Linked DNA regions of Mus musculus: region 1 is linked to region 2. Evidence: chromatin contacts called from public HiChIP or PLAC-seq data. All regions are on one chromosome and are shown on one strand. Each heading gives the region's core, a stretch centred on a gene start, on an enhancer-like site or on the middle of the called end of the contact. The rest is flanking DNA. Distances are from core to core; before and after follow the strand shown. Region 1 has its middle 17 kb from the start of Tmem30b. Region 2 overlaps Mnat1 (menage a trois 1).

Evidence for each region. HiChIP or PLAC-seq counts read pairs in DNA pulled down with a chosen protein or histone mark.
Region 1: a contact with region 2 is called in an H3K4me3 HiChIP or PLAC-seq map of craniofacial prominence, with 4 times the contacts expected there. The contact joins two enhancer-like sites. A contact is called at or near these places in 5 of 484 Hi-C or Micro-C datasets (cardiomyocytes, embryonic stem cells, liver and 1 more) and 3 of 115 datasets of contacts at active chromatin or transcription factors (craniofacial prominence, embryonic stem cells and stem cell-derived neural progenitor cells).

What each region holds. Positions count from the first base shown.
Region 1 is chr12:73,527,881-73,530,875 of GRCm38.p6, forward strand. No RefSeq gene overlaps it. Among named protein-coding and RNA genes, the nearest start is that of Tmem30b, 17 kb to the right of the region's middle. Within about 2 kb of position 1,646, at least 21 of the 459 cell types and tissues checked have an H3K27ac peak or open chromatin away from gene starts, as enhancers often do. A contact at or near this core is called in craniofacial prominence, where this site is marked.
Region 2 is chr12:73,222,580-73,225,396 of GRCm38.p6, forward strand. All of the region lies in intron 7 of Mnat1 (menage a trois 1), which reads left to right. Among named protein-coding and RNA genes, the nearest start is that of Trmt5, 63 kb to the right of the region's middle. Within about 2 kb of position 1,467, at least 9 of the 459 cell types and tissues checked have an H3K27ac peak or open chromatin away from gene starts, as enhancers often do. A contact at or near this core is called in craniofacial prominence, where this site is marked.

The DNA.
Region 1 (2,995 bases), core at 396-2,895, 310 kb after region 2:
TTCAACTCTAAAGCTCTTTATGAATATGCTGAGCTCTGGTCTCCACTCTATGGTGCCACTGTTTGTGGCCATTTGGCTACTATGTCTGTCTACTGCTCTACACATTTATATTTAAACATGAAAGTCAACAAGGAATCCAGGCTGTGAGTATGTAACAGAATTGTCCAAATTCACCTCATAACTTAGAGGTCATTGTACTCTGGGAGAGAAACACAACTGTGTGTGTTTAACTTCATTGTCCAGTCCTCTAACTCAGACTATCCAAGCAGGGACTGTTTTGGGAAAAACCTTTGGAGGGCAACTGTGTGTGTGTGTGTGTGTGTGTGTGTGTGTGTGTGTGTGGTCTGTGTGGTAAGTGTGTGTCTGTGTATGTGTGTGTACGGTGTGGTATGTGTGTGTGTGTGTGTGTGTGTGTGTGTGGTGTGGTATGTGTGTGTGTATGTGTGTGGTGTGTATGTGTGTGTGGTGTGTGGTATGGTGTGTGTGTGTGTGTGTGTGTGTGTGTGTGTGGTCTGTGTGGTAAGTGTGTGTCTGTGTATGTGTGTGTGTATGTGTGTGGTGTGTATGTGTGTGTGGTGTGTGGTATGGTGTGTGTGTGTGTGTGTGTGTGTGTGTGTGCACATGTACATGCACCCATGTGCACTTTCTGGAAAATGTCTCAGAACAGCATCCTTATTTTATTTAATCTCATATGCTAAAAGAATAAGTGCTCAGGCATTGTTTAAGCCAGTCCTTGCTCCTCACCTTATAACCGTGTACCAGGGGCCACGGGAACTAGATCAGCCTCTCAGGATGCCATTACAGCCAAGCAGAATCTCATTAAAAATCAATTCCTTGGGTCCATAAAGCTAGTTTATTTTATCTTCCTGGAGTGCGGGCTGCTAGCAGTTACATAGTTCCATTGTGTGGCAATCTTGTCTGTTAAGAACATCGAACAAAACAGCTATTTAAAGATTTCCCATTTTATGTTAAACTTTATAATCTTACAGTAGTTTAAGTTTTCAGGGTTTGCTTTCGAGCTCCAGGTATCTTGTTACATGTGTGAGAAGTAGCCTGCCGGCCCTGGGGCCCCATTAATTAAATATTTGCCTTTATAAACTAGATGTTGTCTGATGTGAAAGTGCAGATTTAATGGAGCAGCAGGGGTTCCAGAGCCCAGAGGTTCAATGTGTCCAGTTGCTGACAGTTCCCCATCCACCACTGCTTTCTGATGGCTGGGTGGCACGTAAAGTCTTTATCAGCAACCAGGCAAAGCTCAGGTAGAAAGTTTTCTTTTTGTTCTGATTCAATCCAAGTATCTCTAAACCCCCCTGGGGATACATACGCACTGGCTACATTTTATAAATGGGGAGTTGAAAGCACGTAGAGATTCCATGACCTGCCGGGGTCACACCCTGAATCAGCAACAGAGGTAGAAGAAATTGGAGAGGCCACTCTGTCCACATCTGGAACCTTTTAACTCTCTCAGCCCCTGTCAGTGGATTTAGAGGCTGGCAGATTTCAGAGGTCAGTGACCTTCTGGGGTAGTGCCTAGCAATGAAACATACGGGCTTGAATTCCTTAGAGGTTGGCTATTGGGCTCCGAGCTGCAGGCGCAGAGCATATGCCGCAAAGTCTGTGTTGTTTGTGCGGAGGGTAATGAAAGACGGAGAATGGAGTGTGGGTTCGGGTTGTAAGACGTTAAGAGCTGCACACACATCAAGGGCTCCTCTTCCCCTGCCACGGATTGTTGACTAGCAAAAGCACGTCTTTTTTTATTTATTTTTTTAACATATCAAACATCAATGTAACTTTTAAAAAGTCCTCAGTGGAAGGTCGCGGGGCATAGCTTACTGGGTAAGAGTGCTTGCTCTGAGAGAGTAAGGACTTGACTTTCACTGTCACTCAGGTAAAAGCTGGGCGTGGCGATACAGCAATAGGTGCAGGGGCAGGGGGTGGATCCTGAAAGCTTGTTGGCTAGCCTGCTTAACTCAGATAACAAGTTCACAGTTCAGTGAAACACCCAGTCTCAAGGCAATAAGATGAATAATGATATAGGAAGACATCCGAAGTCCTTCTCCGGCCCCGTCATGTGTGGGCTCGGCCATTCTTGTACTTACGCAGCAGACTTCCACAGAGTTCGCACCTGCACACGCATGCGCACAGACACACACTCGCCTCAGTGGAAGATAACAGCACCATCCTTCTGCTTTGAACGCTTACAATTTGACAATCGCATTTCTCAAGACGCCATTCCTGGAGCAACATCCTCCAAGATGTCTCCTGTGATCTGCAACATGGCAGTTGAGGGTAGAATAAACAAGAGGTCCTCATTCAAAAGGTTTGCGTTCTACACCCTTGCTACGTTTCCCGTACTTACAAAGCATGCTGTCACTTTAGCAAGTCTGAAAAGTCCTGCCATGAAAGAAAGAAATCTCATTTTATCTTGTTTGACCATGGACTTCGATTCAACAAAACAACTCTATACAGCCTCTCCTAAAAAATATATAAATAATTTCTGAAAACAAGTAATCTTTTAATATTAAAGAAAAATGTATACCAGTGTCTTAGGGTGTGTGTGTGTGTGTGTGTGTGTGTGTGTGTGTGTGTGTGTGTGTGTGTGTGTTTGCTTTGGTTTTTTGAGACAGGATTTCCTGGCTGTCCTGGGACTCTCTGTGTAGACCAGGCTGACCTTAAACTCCTCGAGATCCATCTGCCTTTACTTCCCAAGTGCTGGGATTAAAGTTATGTGCCACCACCGCTTGGCTTTAGTTAGGTTTTATTGCTTTGAAGAGACACCATGACCATGGAGCTCTTATAAAACATTTAACTGGGGCTGGCTTACAGTTCAGAGGTTTAGTCCGTTATCACCATGCCAAGAAGCATGGCAGCGTGCAGGCAGACATGGTGCTGGAGAAGGAGCTGAGAGTTCTGCACCTGGATCGGCAGGAAGGCAGGGGTGTGTGTGTGTGTGTGTGTGTGTGTGTGTGTGAGAGAGAGAGAGAGAGAGAGAGAG
Region 2 (2,817 bases), core at 217-2,716:
GATCTCTCTTTAGTGAATGTTGTAAACTAGGCAGTAGAACTAAGCTCCTATCACATAGCATCATATCCTCAAATGTGAGTCCTGTTGAAGAGTGTAACAGGCCATTTCAGGTTAAATAACGGCATGCAGTATTTCATACCACTTTTATTCCTCCATTCAGCTCTCTGTGGACATATGAATGGTATCTATCTCTTGGCTATGAAGAATAGTTTGGCTGTGAGGCTGGGTGTTCCACTAGGGTGTTCACAAACAGGGACCTGCTTTTACTGCTTTTAGATAGAGATCCAAAACAAGTAAGGTTGCAGGGTCACTGGATAGTTCAGTTTTAGTTTTTGTATAAGGAACCTCCACACTGTTCTCCAACAAAGCTGAATTGTTTTTCCCTAAGTAGGAATAGAGTACCAGCATTCCATTTTTTCTTATTTCTCTACAAACACTCTGCTTAAATGGTAACTGTATTAGTATATGTAGATGGGCACTCATTGTAGTTGAGCAGTGGGCATTTCCTAGGTGACTAGTGATGTTGAGTATCTTTAAGTATTTAGCGGGCATGTATATATCTTCTTGAAAAAACATTTTATTATTATGTGTTCACACATGTGTGCGTGTATGCCTGCTTCCTTATGCTTTTCTAGATTGTTGCTTAAAGTAGTATTTTTGAAAGGCTGAATTCAGTTCTTAAATTTGTTTTAAATGGATTAGTTCAGGTTTCTGTTAATGAAATAATTAATTGATAGCAATCTAAAATGCCTTAAAACAGTATCACGTAAAATAAGATATTCTTTAGCAGCTTCATTAAAGAATAATGTACACATTCCTGCTTTGCATCTACGTTCCCATGAGTGCTGACAAAGGCATAGCATGCGCAGCCACAGCCACAGCCACAGTCACAGCAGTGACTGTTTGTGTCATCTGCCATCACTGTCACTGTGCTTTTTCCTAGAAAAAAAGAATTATAACTATTGATTATATTTGAAATTCTGCAAGGGAGAGTATGGCATGATATGTATACTTTGGTAAAGAGCTTTGCCTGTTGAAAGTAATATGTGACTTGCTTGCTTAACAACAGACAAACAGTGTTTTATGTTTACTTCTTATGCTAGTCATTTAAGTTAATATAGTAGTTTTACAGAGCTTAGCATCTTAAAAGCAAAGAAAAAACCCTAGGCAAACACAAACATCACAAATTACAGTTTTTATATGTATTAACATAATCTATACTATACTTGGTTATAATTGTTGAAGTATTTCTAAGCTAGCTTGGGCTCTCTCTCTCTCTCTCTCTCTCTCTCTCGTTCTCTCTCCCCCGCCCTCTTGTTTCACTCACTCATTTCTGTTTTTGTTGGTATTTGAATTAAAAGTCAGCTTAGAAATGAGCGTGAACCTTGTGCTCTAGCTGCTGCTCTGGCTGTAGTCTGGTATGCTTTAAGTCTCTTTTTATGCAATCATGGAAAAATATGTTTCCGCTTGAAGCAGTTGTCAAACAAGCGTCTTTCATCACCAGTCAGACCCAGGGCAGCTGAATGAAGCTGTTTAGTCTAGAGCAAATGCTCACGAGACTGTAGGTCACTGAGGAAATGTAATTATGCAGTCTGTCTCAGAGTCAGAGTTTTGTAGTTAAGACTTTAACAATATTAAATCATAATACTAATTAAAATATGTAATGAGATATATTCTAAAATTAATCTCAGAAAAGCAGCTCCAAATATAATAAATTGTCACAGTGATATACAGTTGGCTTTATTTTTTTTAATAGGACTCCAAAGAGCAAGGTCAGTTTACTGTTGGAATTTGGCTATTTATTCTTCCCAAATCACTCTACAATTTGTTAGACCCTATAGACCGTATATAAGGTTGTCTCCATTGAAAAATGAAACTTTTTAGTCTTTTCAGGGTTTTAAGAAACTGAATTTTTAGTAATATCGTTGTTTTGTTTCTCATGTGCCTATCACTCAGCAGGTCTTTATGGTGTATTTACTGTGGGACAGTTACACTTTTGGGTGCCGAGAAAATACCAGGGAACAAAACAGAAGAAAATGCCTCTTAATATTCTGGCCTAAAATAACAATAACAATACATTCTCAAATGTGCTAGTGGTCAGTTTAGCCAGAATTCTCTAAGTGACAAAAACCCAATAGAGTACAGTGGTATTTAAGATGGAGTCTGCTCTGGGAATTGGCTCATCTGATGATGGACACCATGAGTTGTGTGCCAGAGGAACCAGAGTGCTGGTGATAGAACTCGGAGTCTTCAGACCAGGGAACAGTGGCCCTGATGCTGTGAGTCTTGGTGTGAGGCTGAAAGCCTGAGGATGAGCAGGTGGGCTGGAGGTGGAGGGCATACAGGGAGTCCCATCCTGTATCTCAGGACTTGGCAATCTGCAATACTGACGACTGAAGATAGTATGCGACTGTCTTAGCCCCAACCTAGAAAGACCATGTCCTTCTTTTGCCTTGTCTGTTTTTCTTCCTAGTTTGTCCCTCATTTGAGCTGGATATTGGGCAGGGGCGAATCTTCTCTATTTAGACTGGTGATTCAAATGCTCATTTCTTCTGGAAACACTTTAAGGGAAAGGAAAATCATTGATAAAATGGTAAAATTTGTATAATGACTACAAGGGCTTGCTTTGTATTCTAAAATATTTCAGAGTGGGAGATTCTTTTTCTGTATGTATTACTTTCTATTTGCTTGATGCTATTTTAGATAACATTTCAAAACTTATTACCACTCCTAGTTTCTGATCCCTGAATGTAATTTTTCTCTCCTTGTCCCTGCCTCCTTCTGTCTCCTCACACCACAACTTTGAACAGGTCCTCA